Regions from separate parts of the Ovis aries genome. Here region 1 is linked to region 2. Evidence: chromatin contacts called from public Hi-C data. All regions are on one chromosome and are shown on one strand. Each heading gives the region's core, a stretch centred on a gene start, on an enhancer-like site or on the middle of the called end of the contact. The rest is flanking DNA. Distances are from core to core; before and after follow the strand shown. Region 1 overlaps ZNF407 (zinc finger protein 407). Region 2 has its middle 140 kb from the start of ZNF516.

Region 1 (5,767 bases), core at 2,011-4,510, 1.2 Mb before region 2:
AGGCACTTGGTGGGTAATTTTCACTTGAAACTTTTAGTAACAATTTTGGAATTTGCGTAACTCTGTGATTTAAGCATGTGTCTTGGGGAAGTAGATTAATAGACCGAGAAAATCTCTAGTGATAGAAAGCTATACATAGAAAGTTATATTAAAAATAATGTGTTAAATCATATATCTTTACAGGTCTGAGGTGGTGGGCTGATGTAAGAAGTTACATTTTATCTTCCTGTATCCAGGATTGTTCCTTTCTCTGGTCCACTAAATTAAGTACAAAGAATACTGGTTTCTTAGAAACGTGATACTAAACATTTGCTTTAACTGTTCATTTCCAGTAGATGGCTACAGTTCACTACCAAATTGAACTTATAATGGATTTTTCACAGTAACTAAATCAGAAGATGAAGGTTGAATTACTATAAATGAGTTGCCCTGTACATTTTTCTTATTTCATGTGCTTAGTCATTTAGCCTCGTTACTTTTTTAAAGAACATCTTTTTTAAATGATTGAAAAGTGGTATTTTCACTTTTTCCTCTTTGAGCAGTGTGTAGTAATACCATTATCTATTTTCTTTAAGCACAAATTATTTACTTTTTAAAATTCTCTATTATGTGAGGAATACTAGTAATTATTGAATTATGTAAAAAATGATACTATGGTAAGAATCCTGATAAATTCTGTGAGTATTACTTCCCTCAGTTCAATCATTTTATTTTTTATCTTAGCTTCTCAGTTGAAGCACTTGAGCCATTTATCACTTGTGTTGTCTAACTACTGGCTTTCACTAAGTATTACTTCAAATGTAATACAAACATATATCTATTTTAAAAATATGTTTTATTAATCTGGATCCACACCAATGTATTTTAAATATAATTTAATCAAGTTAATAATGTAATTGCAAGCTTACTATTTGGAAAAATATTTATTAGCTTATAAAATCCTTAAGATGTGCATTACTCTTGGACGTGTATCTGTCAACTAGGATATAGAAATAACTTGTAAGCATAGCACAAGGTGATAAGTGTCATTATTGACTTTTTATCCTCATCCGTAAATATAACTGCTGTATCCTAGTTTATCGGTGTGGGGGGGTTTCAAATACAACACAAATGTGAAGACTAGACTTCCCCCCTTATTTCCTCAGGACTACTGTGTAATTTGTCTGTCTTCCCTCCATGAATATTTGTTTTTCTTTGAGTTGTATATATGTGTGTGCACAGATATAATACCAGTGTGATTTTATGTCCTGCAGTTATTGGTTGAACCAAGCAGTTCAAGGTTTAGCTTTTGTTTTAATTTTATACATAAAGGTGTAGGTTTGATGTGATACTCTGAGACTGCAATTTTAGATCCTTTTTTTAGTAAACTACCAGTTTATATGGCTGGGCTACAACTATTTAATCTATTATTAATAAGTATTTTACTCAGCTGTACAAATTATAAAAATAATGCCAGGGTTCTAGGAGAATTTCTTTTTTCACATTTAGAGTTTATGTATAAATTTTACATTCTCCCTTGAAGATAAATGAATTATTTTTATATTTTTTATTGATGCATATATAAATTTATCATTTGAATAGAAGCTGATTAAGAAATGGGCCACCATTTTAACTAATTAAAAGAAATTTCATTCACACATTTTGTTAAGGGATGGTTGTAATATTTAGATAAGTCTTCATGATTCAAAGGGACTTAACAGTTTACAGTTTCAGTTAGGTTACTTCATTTAAAAATAATTGATTTTCCCAAGACACTTAACATTAATATAAATATGAGGGATTGTTTTTTTGTATGCAGTTCATTTTTTATGGATGTGTTAGTGTTCATTACATACAAACATCTGGACACATACACAAACAATTTTTTATTTGATAAAGACCTTAAAAGGACAAAAGACATTTGACCTCATCTTGAGACCATGTATCATAAGTTTACAGAAGGATCAAGGAACACAGATTTTAATAATGCAAACAATATTAGTTCTGTCCCCTCTGGTGTTTGGAACCTGGACATACTGATTGTGTACTTTGATTCCTAAACCATGGAGATGTATCAGACGCCCCCGGGAGCACCTGGCCGCGCTAAGAACACTTCAGTGATTGTAAGGGTAGTGCCTAGAGGGCAATTAAGAGACAGGGCTAGAGAGAGACAGTAATGAGTCCCGGTAGCACCTTAATGAACCCCAGAAAGGGAAGCCGAGACTTAGGGAGACTTGTGGCTCCAGAGAGTGAGCTTGTTGAGCGATGTGCAGATTATTTACCAAGAATACTGCTTCTAGATTTTGATATTCATATAATCAGAGGCAGATTTTTAAATCCTACCCCTTAATGTATTTAACATACTCTTTTAGATTGGTAATAATTTGAATTTTATTAATAAAACCTGTTATTTTTCTATACTGCCTTTTGTTATGCTGAAGTCTGACTGAAATGATGCACTTGTTCTGAATGTACTCTTTTAGTGCAAAATTTACCTCACATTGAGTTCATAGTGTATTTTTTTTTTACTTGATATACAATAATTTTGCTCAAGTGTTGAACTAGCTTTTTTAATGTACCTGTATAGACTTCCTGTTTTTTGCAGTCATTGTTTCCTGAGTTGTTACTCTCCACAGTGAAACACTGACTTTTCTTAATCTAGTTCGAGCCTGTGAAAGCTGTAAAATTGAGAGTAATCTCTCAAAACATACCTTTTTTTGTGTAATTATATGAAAAAGATTGGTAACAGAATTTTGTATAGTGTATTGTTCATACAAGAGCACTGGCTTGATATAAAATCCAGTTTGTATCACTGTTTCACCGCTGATTTTTCTGACTCATATTTGTTGCTTCAAAACACATTAGTAGCATAACGCCTATATATTACTGTGTGATTTCCTATTTGTCCATTTGCGTTTTTGTGGGGGAGAAAAGAGTGAGGGAGTGGAGAGGAGGGCGGCTCTGAGCTGGCGATCTGATGCGGTAAACCCCGCTCCTGATTAACACGGGTCCCTGCAGCTGCGATGCTGTCTGCACACAGGTATTAATGTATGTGCATTATGCCTGCCTCATTGGTCTCTGCTGTGGGGTATGTTCAGACATACAGCTGAGAGAGAGCTGCTGGGCTCCAGAGTGTCCACCTCGGAGCTCTGGGCTCCGGCGTCCCGCGGACGGCATTGTCTGTCACCGCTGTCCTCCGCCACCGCAGCGGGCCTGCCCCACTCTGGGAGCACCCTCCACACGCTGCAGGGGAGGCCGCGGTGCTGTTTCTCGCTGGACCACTAGGGGGAGTCAAGGAGTGTCCCTACAGTTCCTCCCTTGCCTCCCCTCTTTCCTCCCCCATCTCGCCCTGGGTCTCCCTCCCCACCTCCCTTCCCGCCTCTTCTTTTCCTTCGTTTCTTTCCCTTTCCTTCCCTTTTCCTTTCTTCCCTTCCCTTCCCTTCCTTTCTCTTCTTTGTGTGTAGAACTGAAAATACTGCTGTAACCTTTCCTCCCAGTGAAGCTGAATATGACCACAGTATGAACAGCAGTTTGTCTTTATATTTTTTAAGTTGTTTAGTAAATGACATGTATTTTTCCTGTTGTTTATATACCTAGAGGATGACAAGATTTTACAGTTTTAATGAGTAAAGAACTCTTAGAAAAGTATTACTACCTAGATGAATTAAATTTAAAACAATATAAAGAAAAACTGTGATGTATAGAATGTCCAATATGATTATTAGAAATGAAGTGTAATAAAATAGCCATACAATAATTATCTAGAAGTGATTTCAGCCTACTTTTATTTTAATTAGAATGACTCTGAGACTCAATATTTCTGAATTGTGTCTTCCTAATTCATATTCCTCTAGGAGTGGCTGACTTGGGTTTATGTTACATGATGACTTGCTTGTAATGTTGTCACTGAAGCAGGTAGATGTTTATTCAGCTATGGGAGTCACTAAGCTTGATCTGAATATCCATAAACATTCTAGCTTTATCTAAAAATAATGTAAATTTTAGTAGAAATTTAAAACACCATGTAAATGTGTGCTTTAAGTTGTGCAGTTAAAATATATTATACATATATTTCAGATCTTTTATATCCAAATGGAGAAATTTGAGTGCATGATAATTTTTCTCCCTAAATTTACGTTCTCTGGGTACTTAAAGATCACAGATTTTTGAAATAGCTAGAGAACTTAACACTTGTATGTTTTGGGCCTTTTTTCTGCTTTTATAATACATAATATTTTTTACTTTTTAAAGATTGGATTTTAATTATTTTAATTTTATCCTTGAGAATTCTTTTGTGTTTTATAAAATAAACCCATTGAAAATGCTTAATATATGCAGAGTTGATTACACACCATGTAGGATGTTAGTTATTACAGAATAAATGTCTATAAAATGTAGGTTTGTTTGTGGAATTGAAAAAAAATTGTGAAATAAAAAGATGTGTTTTGCCTTTTAGTTAATTTTGAAACTGACTGTTAACATTAGTTTTACTTTGCTAAAATTTATGGCTACATTTGTATATGTCTGAATATTTATTGTAAGAGGTTTATTTATATAATTGAATGGTAAAGTCATCATATTATCTTAAGAATGGTTCCAGAGCTATGGTTCGTGGTTGTGTTTGAGAAACAGATAAAACATTTGTGAATCTTTTCATAATGATATTTCTTGATGGCTTTCATAAGAAAGCACATAATTTGTGATGACTTAAAAAAAAAATCACGACAGCAAAACTTTTTGAGTTAGCGGCAAAGTAAATGGGGCAGGTTTTGCATTTTGAACAGAAATGTTATGAACTGTGATTGAATTTGTCGTGAAAGTGTGTCAGTATTAATAAAAGTATTTAGGTTCAAGTTTGCTGAGCTTTGTAGCCTTTTTAAGGTTAAGGATTGGTTAATGCGAAAAGTCACTTCTGTGCATTTGGTAGTATACAGAAAATGACAAATATATTTCTATGCATTTTGGATTATTATGCCATCTCTTATTTCAAACCCTTTTTGTCAGGACACCAGGCAAAACAATGATGCTTTGAGGACGTAATTAAAGATATTGTTCAAAGAACAACTTTCTGCATATTTGAATTATTACTGTCATCAAAATCATACAAATATGGAAATATGATTGCCAGAAGCACATAAATCAATGATCAGCATGGCCTCAAAATCCAATAAATATGTAGAGTTAAATACTTTAAAATGCAAATTGTGTCTGATGATTTGCATATGGTAGAGTTTAAAGGAAATTTGTTGCTTAACAACCTCTAAGGTAGCAGTTAGGGCTGTGGGTAAACATAGATTTTTTTATTCATCATTGGTCAAGTTGCACGATTTGATAAATGATGGGAGACTGCTTTCCTTGGTTAAAATGACTGCAATCTTTACTGAATCCTAAAACTGCCTTGAAGTCATCTGAATAATTAAGAGTTAATTATTCTTCATCCATCTAGATCAGAAAAGGACAGATTTAGGGAAGGAATTTATAATTTTTGCCTCACGTCCTGTCATGTCGTAATGTGATAAGCTAAACTGACTCCAAATAATATCTAGTGACCTTATAGTAATTATGCCCCACAAAACATTTTTGTTGCAGTTTTTTAATTGCTTACATCGATTCTAGACACTACACATTAAGAGACTTATAAGTTTGTCTCCAAAGAAAGCAATATAAAATTCATGGTACATTACTATTATGTTTTAAGTTTATCAATGTGGATACACACCAACCCAGCATAAGTTTCCATGTGTTATTTTAGAAATAGCAAACAGTGACTCCTAAAGTATTATTAGAG
Region 2 (5,071 bases), core at 1,432-3,931:
CTAACAGATTTTTTTTTTAATTAATTTATTTTAACTGGAGGCTGTAACAGATTTGACCCCTTTTCATCCTGGCCACAAGGGGGCAGTGCTAGTGGCTCTTACAAAGGAGGAAGTGAAGGTGCAGAATCATCAGCAAATCACCCGAAACCACACATCCAGGAACGAGCCCGAGTTCAAAGGCAGGTCTGCCGGCCCCCAGAGCCCTACCCTCATGCCACTGTCACCACCCTGAGGACGTGGGGCTCTGCCTGGAGGGAGCAGGCAACCACAGCGGCAGGAGCCACCTGGCCGTGAGCGAGCTATTCAGGAACCCCAATTCGGGGCACGGATACCACCTACCGAAAGCTGCAAGTGAATTCAGTTAAAATTTAACTTTTTAATAAAAATTAAAGCTTAATATTTTACTGCTTCCCTGGTGGCTCAGAGGGTAAAGCGTCTGCCTGCCACGTGGGAGACCTGGGTTTGATCCTAGGTTGTGAAGATCCCCTGGAGAAGGAAATGGCAACCCACTCCAGTATTCTTGCTGGAGAATCCCATGGATGGAGGAGCCTGGTGGGCTACAGCTCATGGGGTCGCAAAGAGTCGGACATGACTGAGCAACTTCACTTTCTTTTTCACTTTCAAAGCTTAATTTAATTCAGTTAATTAAATTGATTTAGATTGATTAGATCACATTAAAATTCCACTAGCTGATATTTAAAACACAGGTGAACTACAGCTACACAGAAACTAGAGGGAATGAAACACATACACGTCTCGAGCATTTGAGCAGCTCAAGGCCCACTCAAGTCATTCACGATGCTGGAAGGTGTCCATGTCGTCACCATTAGCATCGTTTTCTTTACAATTTTGCTCGTGGCCTGGAGAGCTCACTCAAGTTCACCCTGCACGTCTGAGGAGTCCGCAGTCGTCAAGAAGAACAGGATTTTGAAACCATTTCTTACAGCATCCTATGAAGCTGATGTACGTTTTCTGTGTGTTTGGCAAAATGATTCAAGTTTATCCTCTGCCCTCAGGATCTGCCATCTGTCCATGGGGATTTCCCAGGCAAGGATACCGGAGTGGGTTGCCATTTACTTCTCCAGAGGATCTTCCGGACCCAGGGATCGAGCCATCCTCTCCTGCTTGGCAGGTGGATTCCTTGCCCCTGAGCCCCCGGAAGCCCCGCTTTCCGACGCCCGTTTCAATAGCGCCCTCACCTGCTCCTCTGGAAGGCCGTCTCTGGGCCTGGCCTTCTGCCTGGCTTCCCACCCGCCTGCTGCCTGACTGTGGCCTCTCCCGGGAGACAGGGAAGCCACGACCATGTTGTTCAGAAGTTTATCTGGCCTGTCAAGGTGGCCAGTCTAAAAGATGAACTGGGGCTGTAAGTGCAAGAAGGTCCTCCCCTTCAGGGAGCAGGGTCTCAGTGCAGACAAGGGGGTCAGGAGGAGACGGGGATCTGGCAGCCAAGGCCCCACTGGGGGGCGCCTCACCCGCGCTGAGATGGGGCAACTGGCCGGCTCTGACCACGAGTACCACACTTGGGCCCCGCAAGCCACACAGCTCCGAGGCTGCAAAATCGCCCTTCTGCGCTTCTCAGGACAACTGGGCTGGAACAGCTGTCCTCCTGGAGCGAGGAGGACGATTGAATCCCATGTCTGTCATTCCTGGGGCCAGACTCGCAGACAAGTGGGGTGGGGCGGAGGTTGAGAGCGAGGCTCCAGGAAGACAGGCCGGGCACGTGCGGCCAGCTGGGCGGCATCCCGAGGGGAGGAAGGCTCTGGCGCTCAGAACCCTCACGCCGCGTCTTGTCTCGTTTCCACTGAGATCCAGCTCACGTGCAATGAGGAGACCCAATCTGCAACCCTCTGATGGGACAAAACATCCAGCCTTTGTTGACCTTCTAACCACCCACCCAGCCCTGACGTTTGAAGGTCACCAGGGAAGACAGTGGGAGAGAGGGGCCTGCCGGGCTACAGTCCATGGGGCTGCAAAGAGTCGGACACAACTGAAGTGACTTAGCATGCACACACACACTTGCATAGATCTTATTTCCCAAAACGTGATGGAAGGCGATGAATCCTACTTGTGGTACCAAAGCCTCCTCACACACGTGACAACTGCCCCTTGAATAACACAGAGGCTGGGGCTGCAGACCTCCCTCCTGCCCTGCCTGGTCCTGCCATCTCGGCCGCTGAAACAAAGGAATTGATGATGAGTGACTCAGCCCGGGGCAGGGAGCTGAAAGAGACTGGACGGAACCAGGACGCACACCTCAGTTCTTCCGAGCCCATGTGTCGTGATCTCTAATAGACCACAGATTCTCCACACACTTAATTTAAAAATCCATAGAATGAAAATACAGGCGCTGCACTTATTGAAAACACACCCTCCTGTAACCGGACGAGCCAGTGTGGTTCAGGGTCAGCGTGTGCATTTGCTCCGTCTTGGTGCAGGTCACACTGACTGACCGCTGACTTTTGTTCACGCTCCATCCGTACAGTACCCGCTGCGTTTCCAGGGTATTGGGAGTCCCTGAATGATGCTGTGATCTACATGGATGCAGTCAGGAGGAGAGGCCCTCGCCTCCGCCTGCACCCTGCGCCTCACCTCCAGTAACGATGCAGCGGAGCTGTGCACACAGGAATTAAAGGCACTGGAGATCCTGTGAGCAGGACACACGCGCTTGACGCCGGTGGACACAGAGCAGTGTAGCGACACCGTGTGGCCAGAGCCGGCCACAGCCCTCCCCTCGCCTCCGTGTCATCACTCAGACAGGAGCAAGGGGGACAGCTGCGCTTGGTAACAGCTGCCAGGACCCCCCTCCTGCACCCACCCAAACTTTCCCTCTTCCGCTGGCTGAGTTTCGTCATCCCTTGGTCTGCCAGCTCTGCTCCCGAAAAGCCCTAGAACTAGGGGAATGATTTGTTTGCTGTCCAGTCAATAGTTGTACATTTTGGTTAAATTCATTACTCACGTTTTATGTCAGTGATTTTCAGATTTTTTGTAAGGCAGTGCGTCTGGCTCTGGATAGTTTTTGAGCTATTGATGCTCAGAAAAACAGAGCATTATTTAATTAAAGCAAATCATACAATGTGTTTCTTTGAAAGAAACCACCTTTCTTGTTCCAAACCCACCAAGATAGTGAATACAAATAAATTCACCTCACTTCCGGTACGTACTGTCTTTCACATCTGATCCACTAAGCACACTGCGTTGGAGTTCATTATTTCCAAAGAGAAGTATTTCAGCGCGTCATCTTGAGTGCCCCGATTTCGCCATTCTGGGCATTGTCGTAACTGGTGTTTAATCTACCATTCAGTTTCCACAGCTGCCATCCTGTGGTGCTGACAGGCATGCAGTCCAAAATGGCTTTGCTGCTTTTCTTCCAGGAACTCACAGACCTGGGCATTTTGGAGGAGCATGAGGACGGTTGTCAGGCCAGTTTTACAGCTTTGACCTGAGTGGGTTTGCATGTTTGCAACAGATCCTGAAGTTGGGGCTTTTCCGATGGCTTAGCTGGTAAAGAATCTTCCTGCAACGCAGGAGACAAGGGATGTGTGTTTGATTCCTGGGTCGGGAAGATCTCCTAGAGGAGGAAATGGCAACCCTCTCCAGAATTCTTGCCTGAACAGTCCCATGGACAGAGGAGGCTGGCAGGCTACAGCTCAGAGAGTCTCAAAGAGTTGGACACAGCTCAGCACAGCACAGCACTGAAAGCTGGTGGTTTAACTTCTTCAGCTCCCTGAATATGAATTTGCTGATAAGCTCAAACCACATGCTTGGGTGAAGGGTTTTGACAAACACTTGCCTGGCTCCGTCCCAGACGGCACTCTCTCCAGCACCTACTGTGTGTGCAAAGAACGTCCCAGGCCTTGGATTTGAAGTCTGGGATGACTGTGCCAGCCAGAATCCTTCCTGGAAAGAGAATACTCATTTTTCTAGCTAAAAGGATTCAGTTCAAATGTCAGCTGGGTAATCTGCTGATAGATAACTAATCAAATCTTACAAAGAAACTATTTTTAGTAAATAATTTGAATTTCTCTGTTCTGCTGTCAGTTCCAACCAAGATGACCACTCGAGAAAAATCATGTTTTGTCCTCATGCACCCAATTCGTTTATTCTTCTCAACATGTTGGTATCGCTCATTCAGCCCCTGCTCTGGGCAGATACTGTACTGGAGGTGAAAATACCAACCAAGATACAAAGGACCCAGCCATCGCACTTACCAGGCGTAAAATTGAGAGGAAGACAAGAGACACATGAAGACTTTACCTGGGACGGACAGTGAAAGGTGGGCATCACCAGGATGCATAGCAACAGAGTCTATCACATGACTGAATACAGAAATGCTCATTGAGAGACCTGGAGAGAGAACCCGCCCCAGCCCCAGGCCCCCTCCAGGGCCCACCAAAGACACGCTGCTGCCCTCAGGTTGGTGAGGAAGGGACGGGGGCGAAAAACAGACGCTAAAGGAACCTGACCAGGCTCTTTCTCTGCACATTTTAAAACAAAAGACTCATCTATTCCCTTCCTTTGAATCAAGGTAAACGTGAAAAGCAATGACTGCTAGAGGCGGAGGCTGACCCCCCCACCCTGGTGTGGCTCCATTTCCTTAAGGCACAGCTAACCCGATGATAAACGGTGAAGTCACTTGGGCCAGAGCCAGTAGCTCTCTCCTTCTGTTCTGAGACCTGCATCCAAATCCGAGCCTGTGAAATGGCTTGGGTGATCTTAATTTGACAGTTGTCAACATTTCAAAACCATTGCCAAGTTCAACCAAATGGAAGTCTCTCATCAAGCCTGGCTCTGCGCGCGTGTGTGTGTCCGTGTGTGTGTGTGTGCCTGTGTTGTGTGTATCAGAGAGTTGCCAGTCTGAGCCTGTATAATACACCTGTGCATTCTTCCTCAGTCATGTCTCATTAGCATCCTTTCTACATGACAAGTTCCATGGAGGGGGAGAGAAGGTGGCACTTGAACTTCTGTACGTTTCGGTCCAAGAAGGAGCAAAATTCGCAGACGAAAGTTTTGAGAGAGTGGATTCAACTAATGAAACATTAAAATCTAAGAAAATTGTTGCACAGAATATGAA

What was found. A called contact is a pair of places that touch in the nucleus more often than the background predicts.
Region 1: a Hi-C map of hypothalamus shows a contact between it and region 2, with 9 times the contacts expected there. The contact joins two enhancer-like sites. A contact is called at or near these places in 3 of 16 Hi-C or Micro-C datasets (hypothalamus, retroperitoneal adipose tissue and tail adipose tissue).

What each region holds. Positions count from the first base shown.
Region 1 is chr23:4,091,699-4,097,465 of ARS-UI_Ramb_v3.0, reverse strand. All of the region lies in intron 3 of ZNF407 (zinc finger protein 407), which reads left to right. Among named protein-coding and RNA genes, the nearest start is that of ZNF407, 51 kb to the left of the region's middle. Within about 2 kb of position 3,260, at least 20 of the 54 cell types and tissues checked have an H3K27ac peak or open chromatin away from gene starts, as enhancers often do. A contact at or near this core is called in hypothalamus, where this site is marked.
Region 2 is chr23:2,882,926-2,887,996 of ARS-UI_Ramb_v3.0, reverse strand. No RefSeq gene overlaps it. Among named protein-coding and RNA genes, the nearest start is that of ZNF516, 140 kb to the right of the region's middle. Within about 2 kb of position 2,681, at least 7 of the 54 cell types and tissues checked have an H3K27ac peak or open chromatin away from gene starts, as enhancers often do. A contact at or near this core is called in hypothalamus, where this site is marked.